6 separate regions of the Mus musculus genome follow, and regions 1, 2, 3, 5 and 6 are each linked to region 4. A link is a contact called in public promoter capture Hi-C data. All regions are on one chromosome and are shown on one strand. Each heading gives the region's core, a stretch centred on a gene start, on an enhancer-like site or on the middle of the called end of the contact. The rest is flanking DNA. Distances are from core to core; before and after follow the strand shown. Region 1 holds the start of Cetn3 (centrin 3). Region 2 holds the start of Mrpl36 (mitochondrial ribosomal protein L36). Region 3 holds the start of Trip13 (thyroid hormone receptor interactor 13). Region 4 holds the start of Fam172a (family with sequence similarity 172, member A). Region 5 holds the start of Arrdc3 (arrestin domain containing 3). Region 6 holds the start of Pdcd6 (programmed cell death 6).

Region 1 (2,700 bases), core at 153-2,652, 4.1 Mb after region 4:
CTAGTGTTCTTTAGTATACATATGACGTAATCTAATTTCCTTTTTTTGTTTGTTTGTTTGTTTTTTCGAGACAAGGTTTCTCTGTGTAGCCCTGGCTGCCCTGGAACTCACTCTGTAGACCAGGCTGGCCTCGAACTCAGAAATTCACCTGCCTCTGCCTCCCAAGTGCTGAGATTAAAGGCGTGAGCCACCACTGCTTGGCCTAATTTCCTTTTAAACTTGTTAGTAAAAGTACTTAATTTTTATATTTTAGGCAGGGTCTACTACTAGTCCTGGCTGGCCTGCAATTCACAATGTAAAGAATTCAAAGATCTGCTTACATGTCTCTTGGGTGCTGGGATTAAACATGTGTAGCACCATGCCCAGTTGAGTTCTTCAACATTTTTCTACTTTGGTTTTGGGAGTGCTATCATTTAGCTATTACTTTTTAGCTTTATCCCAATCCTTTACTTGTCCAAATTCCTATCTACACTCTAGCTTAACTCATGCATAGCCAATTACACAGCGTCCTTCGTTCACATATAAGCTTACATACAGTATTTGCCGTTTCTAATTCCTAGCCCCAGTTTATTGTATTTATACCGATAAGCACTGCAGGTTAGCTCAGTAGTTTCCAAGTTTTCCACAATAATACCTCATTTTATGCATCAAATATTTATGGAGCACCTAAGTTCCAGATATTTTGTTTGGTACAAATACTCGTGTAAACAGAACCCTGGCCTTGAAGACAGTCAGTCTCGCTCGCAGTCTGATGATCTAAGTAAACTTTAAGAGGCTTGGTGGGCAGTGAAGATAAGACGCACATAAACACTTTATAGCACTAGAAAATGAGAAGCAGAAGCAAGCACACATTTCCAATCGCACAGAAGAAAAGGGTGGTTTGGCTAGTCTCATTGTAAATGACCTAACAAAACAGCAAAACGAGAAGCCTAATCCATAATCCAGCCTGCCTTAAAATCACTTGGGAGATGTACGGGGGAGAACGCTTAGCTTGGTCCTCACTGAACTAAGAATAAAGAATGTCGCCTTTAGATTTAAGTTTCTCAGGTGCACCGGCCACCTAAAATTGTACATCTTTTCGCAGACCTGGTTCCCCAATAAACTGCTCCCTCGTTCTGAGCAGGCTGCTTGGGCTGGCCTTTTCCCTTCCCTCGGTCGACGCCGTGCATGTCACGCGTGGGGCCTCGCCTTGCCTGCCTGAGTCTCGCGTGGTGACTCTAATACGCGCGCAAGGGAGTCGGGAAAGAACCTGGCCAATCCAGGGAGCCAGACTGACAACCAGGGCCAAAAAATGTGTACTTGATTGACATGAATGCTGACCAATGAAAAAAGAAGAGCAGCGACGCTTCCGCCCCAATAGGCCGGCTGTTGGCAATTTCAGCCAATCGCGCCCAGAAACTTGTCTGGTGGGTGGTCCCCGAGGCGTGGAGGTTGGTGGCTGTTGAGCGGTTCCCGTGGTAAAGTCCCCGAGTGGAACATCTCTGTCGGAAGAGAGAATGAGTTTAGCTCTGAGGTCGGTAACGAGGAGGCCGTGCCTCCGTCCCCCCAGAGGGCCAGGGCGGGTGTGGACGGGAGACCGGGTCGGGGGCGGGTGCCCAGCGCCGAGCACCAGACCTCGGCGGTTCCCGCCTCCGGGCACCGCCGCAGCCCGAGTGAAGTCTCGCGAGGTTTCCCTCACGCGACTGCGGGACTCAGCCCTGGTTGCCTGATTCCCCCTGGAAAGTCGCAGGAGCGCTCGCCTTTCTCCCCGGGCCCCGAGGCACGCTGTGCTCTAGGCGTCTCGGGTGGAGCTCGTTTCCGTGACACCGTCCTTTCACTTCCGTCCATCCCTCCCCTCATTGGCTCCTCACCTTGCCCATCTACAGTTAAAGGTGCCCCGGGCGGGCCGCGCCGCGCCGCCCCTTTGGCTCCGCAGGGTGACGAAGGAGGCGGGAGCTGGCGTGGGGGTGTGGCGAGTGGGGGCAGCCGGGGTCACGTGGGCCACTGGGCCGGCGTCCCTGAGCCCGACGGCGTCCAGACGTAAATAGCGCGAGCAGTTAGTTAGCCGAGTTTCAAGGGTTTGAGGTTTAAAGCTTCCATCTTTTAGAACGTGCGGATACACGTGCTGTATCCTCGTTTACACATTTGGACCGCTTTTTGCATTGGCAGCTTTTGAAGGCAGACATTTTCAGATCCAAGTGCCCTTTTTAGATTTTTCTTTAAGCTTCTCCAGAGTTTTAAGACGTTTAACCTATCGTTTACATGTTAAGTGAGAGTTAAAACACTTTTAAACATCACGTAGACTTAAGCACGACTATTAGATGCTGTGATTTTTTTTTTTTTTTTTTTTTGGTGTCTAGTATTTGAATGTTTAGACCCTTTTATATTTTGCCTGGCTAATATCAGTGGAATAAAACCACAAAGCAGTGTTACAAATGTATAATCTAAAAACATTTTGAGCTTACAGTGCAAAAGTAATCTTTTAAGTTTTATGGTTGTTTTTTTGTAGTAATTGTGAGAATTTATAAGCTGTCCAAAATCAAGTCTATTCTGGTTGATTGTTTTGTTCTTTATTTTTGGTAGATGACATTGTTTTGTTCTTTATTTTTGGTAGATGACATGAATAATATGTATGGTGTTTTCGGTGCTTTTGACTTTGTTTAGGATTTCTCTTATAAAAGTACATTTGACTACAGGACATTGATTTAGGGGCAGTTCCTT
Region 2 (2,700 bases), core at 64-2,563, 4.4 Mb before region 4:
CCTAACACCCCCTGTCTGTGTATGAGTTCACACACATGTGAGTTCATACACAGGTGCCACAGAGCACATGTGGAAGTTGGAGGAAGCCAGTCTCTTTTTCCATGTGAGTTCTGGGGACTGAACTGAGGTCTACAGACTTGCATGGAAAGCACTTGTGACTCCCAGGCCATCTCTCTGACCCACATTATTTTTTTTAATTGCTAGAACTCTGGAGTCCTTTTTTCCTTTTCTTTCTTTCTTTCTTTTTTTTTTTTTTTTTTAGGCATTTTTATTAGATATTTTCTTCATTTACATTTCAAATGCTATCCCCCAAAGTCCCCTATACCCTCCTCCCTCCCCCCTCCCCAACCCACCCACTCCCACTTCCTGGCCCTGGCATTGCCCTGAACTAGGGCATATAATCCCCAAAGAAAGACCAAGGGCCTCTCCTCCCATTGATGGCCGACTAGGTCATCCTCTGCTACATATGCAACCAGAGACACAGCTGGGGGGGGGGGGCGGTGTTTACTGGTTAGTTCATATTGTTGTTCCTCCTATAGGGTTGTCAACCCCTTTAGCTCCTTGGGTACTTTCTCTAGCTCCTTCATTAGGGGCCCTGTGTTCTGGCAAATACAGAAGTGAATGCTCACAGTCATCTATTGGCTGGAACTCAAGGTATTCCTATGGGTGCTTAGTGTGAAGGGTGAGACTGGGAGTTAGAGAGAACTACATTAGCCTTAATGACAACCTACTTTGCTATACATAAAAATAAGATGGGTAGATTTACGAACCACCTGAAATCCAATGTATATGAATTAACTGTAGAAGCCCTATATATAGGAATTACCTGTACGCACACATATATACATATATACATGTATATATATGGAAATTAACTGTAGAAATCAGTAATGGTGTATGTTGGTCTTTCCACGTTCCTTGTTGCTTTTCCTAGTTCGCGGGTAGGGACTTAACTAGAGCAGTGTCTGCACTTGCTCCTCTGGCCTTTCCCATGTCTGCCAGAACGTCTCTTAATGTAAACATATGACCTGTACATTTTGTCTGAATGTTGGGTTTTGTTTTGTTTCCAATATATTCACTGTTTGCAGTTTCTTTTACAGTCAAAGCCTGCTTTTTCTGTCTTTTTTTTTTTTCTTCTCCCATGGGCACCGGTCTTGGTCCCAGCATCTGCAGAGGCAGAGCTTAGAGTGCAGGATTCTGGATAAAGAATACTGAGACAAGGAAGGCTTTATCTGCTCCTTAGTCGTCCTCTGCACAGCACACGTCATCCCACGTGACCTTACGCCATCTTTCTTCCTGGCGGTGGCGTCCCACTCCACTGCGCAGACGCGGAAGCTTCGCTAACCGGCGCCCGAAGTTGATTAAGGACTTCTCCGCCGGTGGCACCCCTTCCCAGGTGTGGGTCCCAGGTTTCATGGGGGCAGGCAGAGGTGGTGCCAGAGCTGCTGGCCGGGAGTGCGGGCGGGGTCCCTGGCCGGCGTGAGTGAGCCTCCGGAATCTGCGGCTTCTCCGGAGTGCGCAGGCCTGGGCACATGGAGACGCGGAGCCCAGAGTGCAACCCTGGCATGTGTGCTCTGACCTCTGATGCCAAGTAACCTTGATAGGGGAGGGCCTAGGGACTGGCAGACGTGCAGCACAGGATGACCACGCTTCTCTTCCCCCAGGTCTGGGCTCGGCATGGCCGCACTGCTTGTACGGAGCGTGGTGGCTTCGGTGGTGGACCCGTTCCTGCACCTGAGTCGCCTCGCGGTGAAGCCCCGAGTCTTCTCCTCGTTCCTGCTGGGGACATTGCCACGCGCCAAACCCTGCGCAGAGGTGCGCTCAGTTCTCTGTGGCCGTCCCTTGCCGACCCTGCTGCCCTCGCTGGGCTTCAAAACCAAAGGTGTCATCAAGAAGCGCTGTAAAGACTGCTACAAGGTGAAGAGGCGTGGGCGCTGGTTTATCCTCTGTAAGACCAACCCCAAGCATAAACAGCGACAAATGTAGCCCTTGTCTTCAAGCAGTGTCCATGGAAAATTCATTTCACCTTATCAGAGAAAAATAAACATTAAGCATTCTGTAAGATCCATGGGCCTTAGGGCTTTGTTGAACCCCCCTTTCCCCACATCATAGCCCAATTCCTTCACATCTAATCAGACCAGAGCTGCCGATGGAGAAGGATTGTTACAGTAGCTGTGTATGAAGCAGGAATACAGAGCCAGCTTTATCTCTTGAGACAAAGTCTGGCTCGGTAACCCTGGTTGACCTGAAACTTGGAGAGAAACTCCTGCCTCTGCCATTTGTTACCATATGCAGCAGATTGTAAGTGCTTTAAGAGGCTGCCTGAGCCAAAAAGCTCTTGTGGGGTGTGCAACAATCCCAATTTAAGAACAAACGATGTTCTTGTGTAGCAACTATCCCAGTCTTTACTCAAGGAAAACCTTGTTTACATAGAAATGTCTTTTGGATACCAATTAAAAATATTTGTCATGACTGTTCTTACACTCTGGAGTAGTAGTGTTCTTTATTACCACCAAACTAATGCTTTCAGAAGGAGGTTAGTACATTTTCAGTTCAAAGAAGGTAACAGAGCATGCTGGCTTCTGCAGGGAGTGCTAGGACACCAGCAATTTTTCAAATCTTGCGGTTGTCACTATTAAAAATCGGGCCTGAGGGCTGGAGAGATGGCTTAGCAGTTAAGAGCACACTGACTGCTCTTCT
Region 3 (2,700 bases), core at 122-2,621, 3.8 Mb before region 4:
CGAGGCCAGCCTGGTCTACAAAGTGAGTTCCAGGTCAGCCAGGGCTACACAGAAAAACCCTGTTCCGAAAAACCAAGAAAAAAAAAAAAAAACCAAAAAACAAACAAACAAAAACGACAAAAACAAACAAAAAAACAAAAAAAACCCCACTAAAGTATAGCTAGGTCTGGCTGTAATTTCAGCATGCAAGCTGAGACAGAAGAACTTGTTTCAAACACAGACACTCAGACACACACACACACACACACACACACACACACACACACACACAGACACACACCTTCCCTCCCTCAGACCTCAGACATATACAAGAAAGTCATTAGTCAAGATGGGGCTTGGCAGTGTACTGTCTTAGGATCAACTGTAGGGTCCCAGGCCTGCAGTCATACCATCAGCCACCCTCAGGCTAATTAGAAAAAGGAGGTGCCACTAGTTCTTCACACACTACTATGAAAATTAATAAAAATTCAGTGTTTGAGACAAGCCTGAAACATTATGAGCATTCAATCCATGTTAGCAGCCCTTTTAAGGAAAACCTGAAAATGCATAGCTGTAGGGTCTAACCTGGAGTACGTACATAATCTTTGTAACAGGAAATTTGCCACTGGATTCTGGCTTTGCAAATTAAATACTTGCTCTACTGACACTGCACTTCCTTGCACCCCTAATTGACTGGAGATCACTTCTGTCGCTTAGCAGGTCCTATTACATGGAGCTCATCGTTAGGCTGTGCTCCATAGGCCAGTCAGTTGAGAGCTGTGGGGTCCTGCCAGATAGTCTGGGATGGTGGTAGGGTCTGGATGGGATATGCGGCAATGTGAGAGGTGAAACTCAAGAGTAATGTGTGGTGGGATGGAGGGCAAAGTCGGATCATGCTGTTAGGGTCAACTGAAGTGGGGTGGAGGTGTGCTGGGTCATACTAGGTGGGTTCATGTCAGGCTGTTCAGGTCGTGCGAAGTGGGGCCGTACTGAGGGGTGGGACGCTGTGGGGTGGAATCCTAAGAGTTGGGGTAAGGTCGTGCCACTCGGAGTCACGCGTGGTGGGGTCGGATCAGGTCGCGCCCCGCGTGGTCGGACTCCGTATATACGCTCACCTTCCGCTGCGCTGCAGAACCTCCACATGGACCGCGGGCGATTCGGCAACACAGGGAAGCGCTTGCTTCAGGTCGCCCACCGCCTCGTCCATGGCGCCGCCGCCGGGAGCCGAGGGAATGCCGCCGGAGTGAGGCCGCGGTCGCCTCCCTGCGCCCTGTGCGACAGCCTTCTCCGATGTAGGAGGATCCACCTTGGCTAAGGGCCGGCCAAATCCACTTCCGCCGCCCGAGCCGCTCGGCGCTTTGCAACCCGCCCCGCCCCACCGAGCTTCGAATCTGCCGCGCGCTGCGCACCGCCCCACCCTGACCCGGAAGCACTTGGCGGTGGCGAAGGCGCTACTTCCGACTGGCGCAGGTCGAGCTACCGGCAGCCGCTTCTCACCGGATCCCGTGCTATCTCAGCCATGGGCAAAAAGCACAAGAAGCACAAGGCGGAATGGCGCTCGTCCTACGAAGGTGCGGATCCCACGGGCGGGGTCTAGGTTGCCGATACGGGCAGGGGAAGGCGTTCCAGGGGAAGGGCGTGGTCTGTGCTGGGCGGGGTCCCGTGAGAAGGAGGAGCTTAGAGCCAGGTAGTGGACAATCGTAGGAGGGGCGGGGTTAGAGCTGAAAAAGGGAATCTGCTGCGAAGAGGCTATAGGCTTCTTTTTTGGGTCCTGTAGCCACTATGTACCTCCTCTCTGACACCAGGAAGACCCGCAGCAAAAAGAGGGCTTCCGTGAAGGAATTGGGGTCCTGGGTCTCAGGTCGGGTTGTTGTACCCTCGGAATATCCTCAGTGGTGATTTTGTGGTTTGAAAGAGAGGATTGAACACCAATCTGTCAGTTTGAGATTACATAGTCTGTGGTTTTGACAACTCCTTGCTGTCTAGATTCACACCCACAGGGGTGCAGTATTTCTACTCAGTATTTTGCAAGCTTGACCTACGTACGGTCTGTGTGCAGATTATACAGACACGCCACTGGAGAAGCCTCTGAAGCTGGTGCTCAAGGTGGGAGGAAGTGAAGTGACAGAGCTCTCAGGATCTGGCCACGACTCCAGCTACTACGACGATCGCTCAGACCACGAACGGGAGAGACACAGAGAAAAGAAGAAAAAGAAGAAGAAAAAGTCAGAGAAGGAGAAGCACCTCGATGAGGAGGAGAGGAGGAAGCGGAAGGTAAAGGTTCAATGGCCTAAGATGGGTCCCTAATCACGCCTGGCTATACCGTTGCTGCAGTTCTGGGCTTCCAGGGCATCTTCAGGTGATGCCTGTCAGGTGTCAGGAGTGGCTCTTCTTCCCAGTCTGGGGAATGCGCAGACGTGTGCGGAGCCTGCATTACCAGTCTAAAAGGGTTCTGGCTGTTCTGTGCCCTCTATTCTTCCATACTTACAGGAAGAGAAGAAACGGAAACGGGAGAAGGAACACTGCGACTCAGAGGGGGAGGCTGATGCTTTCGACCCTGGAAAGAAGGTGGAGGTGGAGCCACCCCCAGACCGACCAGTGAGAGCCTGCCGAACACAGCCAGGCAAGACCCTGTCCCCAAACATGAGTTTCCTACCTTGTCTATAGCGTGGTTATCTAGTTGTTGGGGACATTTCACAAGCTAAAAATGAGTAAATTCTC
Region 4 (2,700 bases), core at 200-2,699:
ACATATTTTGTCCAATGTTTCTCCTCAAGGTTAGACAAGGATTATCCATTTATAGGAGGTTTGATTTTTGTATGTATTTGTGTGTGCCTGTGTGAGCTTATGTTAGCCACTTGTGTATATAACTCACCAAAGGCCAGAGGGCATTGGATTCTCTGGAACTGAAGTTGTAGGCATTTGTTGAGCCCAGCCCAGGTTCTCTGGAAGAACAGTAAGTGCTCTTAACATGTGAACTCTCCCTTGAGCCCCCTCAGGTTTATTTTTAATGAGCTTGTTTATTTTGGTCATTCTATCAAAATGAAAATGTTATGTTGCTTTTCATGATTTAAAAAACCCTGTTTGAAACACAAAATTCAAGTTGCTTACTGTAATCAAAGCTTTTCTTCAGTTGTAAGTTCTACCCTACAAGCCACTTGAGCTGCAGCCTGAAATGAAACCCTAAACTTTGTAATGTTATGGGCTCCACCCAGGCATTCTTGGCTTATTTCAGTAAGTTATGTTTTTCCTCAGGAACACCCTGTTACATTTTTCTCCATCCATACATGTCCTTACTGCCCTCATGACTTCCCATTAAGTTTCTCCAAATAGTGCAATGAATAGATATTAATTTATTCAAATGATGTTTATTGTATATTTTGTGACAGGCATCTTGTCCTGGTTGAGGATACTTAAAAGGCAAGATAAAATCACTGTTTTCATCCAGTTGACATTTTAGTGGGTAAGAGCACACTGCCAATAAATTGCATCACTCTTTGTTCTGAAGGAAGCAGGAGTTGAGTTTAAGAGATACAAATTATGGGAGTGAGGTACAATATACTTTCAAGAATTCTGGAACTCCCTGTCTGGTAATATAACAAATATAGGTTTGCTAGCTACCAGCCTTTCCTCACAGTTACCGAGGTGTCAGTCATAGCTTCGTGTCTTTAGTAAATGCTTTGACCTTAATTGGCAAAATAATGGTTTTGGGATTAAAAAACAGAGAAAACATCAGAATACCATATAAAATATTAAAATCATTTGTGTCTATTGCTCACCACTATTCTACCCTAAAGAGAAGGATTTTTAGACCTTTTTTGGATAAACAGAACACCAACATACTTCTCATTTGAGTTAGCTCTCAATAGGATATTAGGGTTAACTTCCTGTCTTAATTTTGTGATAAATACAATTTTTCAAACATAGGTCTCAACTTGAATATCAAGGGTGGGGTGAATTTACATGAACCATGGACGGACATGGGGAATTCGCTTAAGGCCAGCATCACAGAGAATATTGAAATTCCTCTTTCAGAACGAGGCTTTAGGATAGTTTAGAATAGCAGCGTACGACAGGGACATGCCACAACAACGCACACCACACACACACTGCCCTCTGAGCCTCAGGAACAGATGTAGAGGTTCGCTCCGCCCATTTCCGGGTTCTTGGCGCCGCGGCCGTCGCATGCGTAATGACGTTTAAATTCCCTGCAGACCCGGAAGTGCAATCGAACTTGGTCGGGGCGCGGATCTTGAGAGAGAAAGTCCGAGCCAGGGCGCAAGGGAGTTCGCCCAGAGATCTGGAAGGCCACGCCTCCTCGCACCTACCCTCTCAGCATTGCAGCTGGGGACAGAGCTCAGGTAGGACTGCGCTGGCCACCTCTGCCAGCCGCCGCAGGGGCGAGACCCCGAGGGGCTGGCCTGGATGGGACTCGGGCGGGATGCTGGCGCCGGGATCCTGACTGTCAGAAGCCACGCGTCCTCTCTGGGTCACTTCTCTTACCTATGTGCAAGATCTTGCAAAAGGGCTGCCTCACCTGCCTTGTCCACTCTCCAGGCAGGAGGAACACGTGTGACCTGGGGTGGCTAGCCTGAGTCTGAGTCCCTGAAGCTCTGGTTTTCACCAGATACCTTAGATAGAGGAAGAGACCCTCCACTTACAGTATTGCAGTTGTCTGGTTGAAGTTGTTTTTAGTTGTTTGTTTTCATGCAAAGATTGTCAACCACCAAAGCTGTGGCATGCATTAATAGCAAACATTGAAGTGTGCTTATAAAATGCCCTCAAAAACTTGTATCATGTGTAGTTAGTAGGATGTGTACATTTGTCTGTAAGTTTCTTATTTCTGAAGTAGACCACATCACGTGCTTCTCATTTTCCCAAAGTGTCTGTCTTTGGAGTCAAGTAACTTCTGCCTAAGAGTGTTTGGGCTATATTTAAGAGACAATTCGTACTGTCCATTCTCCCCAAATTCTCAAAAAAGCTGCATTGAAAAAGTTCTGTGGCCTGGACCAGTTACTGCCTTGTTTTGAAATAGCTCCATTGTGGTGGTGCTCTTAAAGCTCATGGTTGGTCTTGTCTTAAAGCACTGTCAAAGTATTCTGTTTCTCCTTATTCTTTTTCCTTTCTTGTGAGGGACAGATACCCCTTTTCATTCTCAGACTAAGTCAGAGCAGGCTAAATTCGGGTTTCAATGTCATTGCACTGGTATGCACTGGTATGGTGCATTTTGTAAGCTTTCCTACTTTTAAACTCGGAGTCTGGTCCCTTAACCTGTCAAAGAGATGAGAACCGAAGGGCTGCCTGGAATGGCTTTTTGGCCGAGACTACAGCTGCACTTGTACATAGAGAACAGAATCCAGGCCAGGAGGGAAATAGAATTTATAAAGCTTCGAGCATTGATCTAGTCATTCATCTATTTGTATTGACTAGCCGCTAACAGTATGTCTG
Region 5 (2,700 bases), core at 73-2,572, 3.2 Mb after region 4:
AGTTATATTTTAGGTTTTTTTTTTCAGTTCAAGTGTCAAGTTCAATCTAACTAAACATGTAGATTTTTTTTCTTTTTTAAATAAAGAAAACAGCAAGATGAATGTGTTTAGTTTGTTGTGATTCGACCTATCCAGATTTATCATTCAAAAAAAAAATCTAATGTTTAACTATGGACAACCAACCCCCCACATTTTTTGGTTAGGCATAATACAGGATTTTATAACATAGCCCTGTTATGAGGTTATGTTGATTGTTAATGATCTATTACCCCCTAAATCCTGGTGATGTTTATGACTGAGTATTTTACTCAAGGCATTAAAAAAGGAGAAATGTGCCTGTATTTAAAGATGCAGCACGGCAATTAGCATGTTGAATTAAAAGTAAGGCTTAACAAAATTAAGCCTCACTTATATAACAAATCATACTTAAAAACCAAAAACCACCTTATATGCTTTCCTAAGGCTTTTCAGTCTGTTGTAAACAATGTCAGCTAAATGACTATGTTCAAACCGCCTCTTATGAGGTGGTAATTAGGGGTGTGAGCTCTATTCTTATTCCTGATACAGGAGTTGTAATCGAGTCATTCCCTGCAAAAGGAGCAAAAGGTGATGTCTTGAAAAAGGACTTTTTCTCCCTTCGAGGAAGTGGTCAGGCCTACACACTACACAGACAACTTGATTGGGTTTGATGCTGTAGGAGCTGAAGACGGGAGCTGCCTGGAGCATTGTTCTTTGGCTCCTCAGGCCTTGGCTTAGTCCATTGCCACCCAGCCTACAAAGTCCTGCTTGCTTTTGTTATTTCTATCCAAGTCAACAACGCTTTCTTCTATGAACAATATTTGTCTGCTTTTTATTACGTTTCTTTTGAAATTCATTAGCTCAGACTCGGGCCACCAACCGCTTGCCCAACTGGTTTCTCCCCTTCCCCCACGGCTCGCACGTCCTCCGGGTCCGCGGCCCAGGCGCACACTCCTGGCCTGGCGCCGCCGGGTCCCTCTGCTCAGCTCCGGGAGCGCGTGCGGGGCCGGCGCTGCGGCCGCGGCGGGGGTGGCGGGGGTGGCGGGGGTGGCGGGGGTGGCGGGGGTGGCGGGGGTGGCGGGGTGCCCGCCTGCCAATCGCAGCGGCCCATGCACCGAAGTCGGCGGCGCCCGCTCCACACCTACTGTACCGGGAGCGTGCGGCAAGAGCCGGGCGCGCGCCGCGCGGGAGGGAGCGCGCTGGAAGGCTGGCCGCAGTCGCAGCCTGCGCCTGCGCACTAGGGTTGTTTTTCACAAAGCTGCTCTTAAAGTGAGCTGGCAGCCTCCAGCCGCCCGTCTTTGTAAGGAGACCACTGAGACGAGCAGGAGCGTGGAGCAGCGGCTTCTCTGCTGCCCTGACTTTTTAAGAAATCTCAATGAACTATTTGTAGACAATCACTGATCCTGCCTGCATGATTTTTTTTTCTTGCACGGCAAAGACACCCATCAGTGTTAAGTGAAGATCACATCTTATATGCGATCTTGACTTTTTTTTTGGTCTTACATTATATTTTTATAGATTTTGTTATAATCATGGTGCTGGGAAAGGTAAAGAGTTTGACAATAAGCTTTGACTGTCTTAATGACAGTAATGTCCCCGTGTATTCTAGCGGGGACACTGTCTCAGGAAGGGTAAATTTAGAAGTTACCGGGGAGATCAGAGTAAAATCTCTTAAAATTCACGCAAGAGGACATGCGAAAGTACGGTGGACGGAATCAAGAAACGCCGGCTCCAATACTGCCTATACACAGAATTACACTGAAGAAGTAGAATATTTCAACCATAAAGACATCTTAATTGGGCACGAAAGAGGTAAGTTTTTAATTAGTCACTACATTCGACTTCTTTGCATGAGAACTTTAATCTCATTTAGTGCAGTTCTAATCGGCAGTTTGTTAAAGGTTAGCAAACTTAGAAGCTGTAGTTTCTCCTTGACGTTCAAGCGTGTTAAGCCTTAATCCATGCAGGCGTCTGCAAAGTGAGTGCAAACTGCACTTAACTACATCTGTAACCGGCTTCATATCTGCCATACGCACCTTACAACGTGTTTAAATGTGACTCCGTCGTTTTACTAATATTTTCAAATTCATTTGCAAAAGCTGCAGTCCGATATTGGATTTCCTTTATTTTACAATCTTAGATACAGAAATGAGCTCCAATAAAGAACTGTAGTGACATTTAAGAAGGTTGCTAGATGTATCTGATTTTGATATTAACGTGCAAACGACTTTGAGGACTTGATTATTGTTCTTTGATAAAGGGCTTCCATCCCTTATTTTGACATATGGCACCAACACCCCCACGTGTTTTCCCCCTATTTTTCCCAATTCCCTTTAAAATGTACATCAAGCATCGTTTATTTCAAAGAATAATGTCTATCATTATGCAAACTATTAAGTCAGTTTTAGAAGCCATTCGGGGTCAGTGATTTTCTTCTCGGAGCATCATGTCTAACTTTGGAACGTGGATTCAATGAAACCCATGGCAGACAGATGGAATTGAAAAGTATATGACACATCGGATTTGGGTTTGGGGTATAAGACGAAGATTGAAGCATTGTCAAAGGGAGAAGGGGTCCTGAGATTTGCAATCTGTTGTTTAAGTGCCTACATTGTGGAAATACAGGCGACTCCAAGCTTGTTTTTCTAAGTTTCCACCCTTTGTTAGAAGCGGTTCAATCCT
Region 6 (2,731 bases), core at 48-2,547, 3.4 Mb before region 4:
ACAGTTGCTAAGACTGATAGCAGGTCAAAGGCCTTCTAGATAAGTGAGGGACCTCTGTTGCACAGAGCTAACCTTTTTCACTCTTGGGCAAGGTCTACACTATAGCTCCCATTTCAGAGGCTCACATACATTTGTTCTGGAGCTCGGTAAGGCAGCAATGATAATTAAGAAAATACAAACACAGAAGCTTAGCAAACACCTTTACCTTATACCGGTAATGGCAATTTAGTCTTAAGGACTTCTTTGGAAATAATTCCAGGAAGGAAACTGCTTACTGTGAATGAATCAGGCTTCAACTCACCATTGGATAATGCTTGCTGAAGCTCATTGTCTGAAATCACTCCACTCCTGTCTTTATCAACCCTACAAAAACAAACAAACAAACAAACAAACAGAAAACAGGTAAGCTGGTGATTAAATGTAAAGGAAGTATTAAAAATAAAACATAGCCAAGACATCATTTTCATCAATCTACACTAGGTCTGGAATGTTACTCTGGCCAGACCTTCCTCTTTGCTCAGCTGGAATGTCACACGCCCCCAGGTGTGCCAGAGACTAATGAACAACCAGAAGCAGTAGGAGGGGTTGAGTCATCTTTTCTCTATTCCTTTCAAGCTTTCTGTTAGCTCTTCAAGTCTGCTTAATTTATACCTGCACCAGTTCATCATAATAGGTAAAGAAAGATTCTCTAGGACGAATAAGTCATTCTTTGGCACGAGTCAGTGGAAAGACAATCAGTCATTCAGAAGGACGGCCAGGGACAGAAGACATGCAATAGCAGCCAGCTCTTTTCACTGATGCCGTTTTCCTGATTCAAGATTTGTCCTGTTTCTAACGCAAGCACCTGACCCTGTAGGGCGACTGTTCCGCGCCCTTCGGCCCTGGGCAAAGTCACTGCCAACATGACCCTGAACCCTGTGCTATTGTAGAAGAGAGAAAGTCGGGGATGGAGGGGAGTAGGAAGGACTGGGAAGGAGGTCGGGGGATGAAGGGCTGGGGAGAGGGAGGACTGGAGAATAGGCCCTGAAAACTGAGGACCGACCCAAGGGCCGAAGGAGCTGAGCGGCGCTGGCCTTACCGCTGGAAGACGTTCCACAGGAAGCTCTGGTCTGGCAGTGCAGCTCCAGCAGCAGGGCCGGGGCCACCACCCGGGCCTGGGCGGTAGGAGTAGGCAGCCATGGGCTGATGCACAGCGGCAACGCGGCCCAGCTCCACAAGCTATGCTTCCGCCTCAGTTATGGGGCAGGACCAGGAGCCCACAACTTCCTGGGAACAACGGAAGCGCGCACCTTTGAGTCACTTGGCAGGCGTGGTCCGTTGCCACGCAACGTCTGGAGGGCCTTGGGGTTAGTCTGAGCTCCGCCTCCTACTCTTGCCCGGCCTTGGGTGTCCCTTTCCTTTTCAGCCCCACCCCGCTCCGCCCTCCTGTGTGTCTCAGCCCGAAGCTGCGGCGGGTGAGCTCAGAAGAGACCACGCCATGAGGGGCCGACCCAAGCTTACAAAACGCCTCGACCTGTAACGGAAAGTGGTGAAAGCTTTCACTTGGACCGACGGCTTCCCTTTACGTCTGCATTAGTATTTAGTGCGAATGTGATGTGCACCAACCGCATGAAGTCCTCGGCGGAAACGCAAAGTGCATTTTGTGCACTCTGGAGTTTGTCCGTCTGTCCATACTACACCTTCTTGCCTTCCCACTTGCTTATATCGGTTTATGCCCAGCCTCCCTAGGTTTGCAGTGACTTCATTTGTAAATGGCCCGAGTGAGGTTTGGTCCTGAGGTGAGAGCTGTGTTTTCTCCACCCCTTACTTGGACTTCTGTACTTTTGGTGGTTACTCCTTTTAATTATAAGTATTCCTTCTTTCGTTCTAGATACTAATTCTATGGTGCTTTTATAGTTTGGAATGTCCCTAAATGGGAAAATGCATAGCATTGGGGCAACTACCAACCGGTCACATTCACGGGCTGTCAGGCCATCCTTCCACCTAAATCTGAATACTGTGAATAGCTCAAGATACAGATTACTCCGTTCTGCCATAGGATTATTCCAGCCTTCCTGTAGTCCTCATCCAGGGACAGACTTATAATAAGAACTGCTATGCTGTCTTTATGGGGGGTTTGTTTACCCCATAACTAAAGAAGAGGGTGAAGAGACCAAGGGCCAAGAGTATGGCCTTGTACATCTGAAACTTCCATGTGGATAATCATCCATTATTTAGCACAGCTATAGATCTGATCAAGTCCCAACTGTATCGTTTTCTGCTCCATTTCTCTTGTTCTTAGGACATCTTAAGAGACTTTCAAATTGCTCAAAGAAACATCTTATAGCTTTGACATTTACCTCAAAATCTACAAAATTCTTTAAGAAAGGTAGATTTTTTTTCCAGGATTTGGCGAATTCATTTTTTATAATTTCTCATAAACTGTTCATCTCACTTTTGAATAATCTTTTAGACTTTTCTGGTTCTTTTATTTAGAATCTGAGATCTATTTTTATTCTGTCCTCTCTCTGGCTCCTTTTCTCTTTACCAGAAATACAAAAATATTAATCATAATTTTCCTACTTGAACTGGAAGTTTTCCAGTACAGAGAAACTTCAGCAGACCCGAGGCTGCTGAATCCGGGACTCTACCAGCTGTTTGCTGACTTTGGAATGCTATAAAGGTCCAGTCCCAAAGAGACCACCTTCTGCAACAGCTTACAGGTAGTTGTCTTCCAGGTGCCACCATCTAT

What was found. Promoter capture Hi-C pulls out the DNA fragments that hold promoters and counts their contacts.
Region 1: a contact with region 4 is called in a promoter capture Hi-C map of pre-B cells, with 4 times the contacts expected there. The contact joins the promoter of Cetn3 here to the promoter of Fam172a in region 4. A contact is called at or near these places in 2 of 39 promoter capture datasets (liver and pre-B cells).
Region 2: a contact with region 4 is called in a promoter capture Hi-C map of pre-B cells, with 3 times the contacts expected there. The contact joins the promoter of Mrpl36 here to the promoter of Fam172a in region 4. A contact is called at or near these places in 2 of 39 promoter capture datasets (liver and pre-B cells).
Region 3: a contact with region 4 is called in a promoter capture Hi-C map of pre-B cells, with 4 times the contacts expected there. The contact joins the promoter of Trip13 here to the promoter of Fam172a in region 4. A contact is called at or near these places in 2 of 39 promoter capture datasets (liver and pre-B cells).
Region 5: a promoter capture Hi-C map of pre-B cells shows a contact between it and region 4, with 9 times the contacts expected there. The contact joins the promoter of Arrdc3 here to the promoter of Fam172a in region 4. A contact is called at or near these places in 3 of 39 promoter capture datasets (cranial neural crest, frontonasal cranial neural crest and pre-B cells) and 1 of 484 Hi-C or Micro-C datasets (pre-B cells).
Region 6: a contact with region 4 is called in a promoter capture Hi-C map of pre-B cells, with 3 times the contacts expected there. The contact joins the promoter of Pdcd6 here to the promoter of Fam172a in region 4. A contact is called at or near these places in 2 of 39 promoter capture datasets (the HPC-7 cell line and pre-B cells).

Annotation. Positions count from the first base shown.
Region 1 is chr13:81,781,845-81,784,544 of GRCm38.p6, forward strand. It overlaps Cetn3 (centrin 3), which reads left to right and starts at 1,403. Exons shown (of 5, transcript NM_007684.4): 1 at 1,403-1,513. The coding sequence starts at 1,497.
Region 2 is chr13:73,329,696-73,332,395 of GRCm38.p6, forward strand. It overlaps Mrpl36 (mitochondrial ribosomal protein L36), which reads left to right and starts at 1,314. Exons shown (of 2, transcript NM_053163.1): 1 at 1,314-1,396; 2 at 1,665-2,483. The coding sequence starts at 1,678. The coding sequence ends at 1,986.
Region 3 is chr13:73,936,396-73,939,095 of GRCm38.p6, forward strand. It overlaps Trip13 (thyroid hormone receptor interactor 13), which reads right to left and starts at 1,372. Exons shown (of 13, transcript NM_027182.2): 1 at 1,095-1,372. The coding sequence starts at 1,186. It overlaps Brd9 (bromodomain containing 9), which reads left to right and starts at 1,433. Exons shown (of 16, transcript NM_001378947.1): 1 at 1,433-1,550; 2 at 2,039-2,253; 3 at 2,470-2,602. The coding sequence starts at 1,499.
Region 4 is chr13:77,707,241-77,709,940 of GRCm38.p6, forward strand. Fam172a (family with sequence similarity 172, member A) reads left to right here and starts at 1,450. Exons shown (of 10, transcript NM_001163419.1): 1 at 1,450-1,613.
Region 5 is chr13:80,882,100-80,884,799 of GRCm38.p6, forward strand. It overlaps Arrdc3 (arrestin domain containing 3), which reads left to right and starts at 1,323. Exons shown (of 8, transcript NM_001042591.1): 1 at 1,323-1,830. The coding sequence starts at 1,551.
Region 6 is chr13:74,316,029-74,318,759 of GRCm38.p6, forward strand. It overlaps Pdcd6 (programmed cell death 6), which reads right to left and starts at 1,298. Exons shown (of 6, transcript NM_011051.3): 1 at 1,079-1,298; 2 at 302-363. The coding sequence starts at 1,179.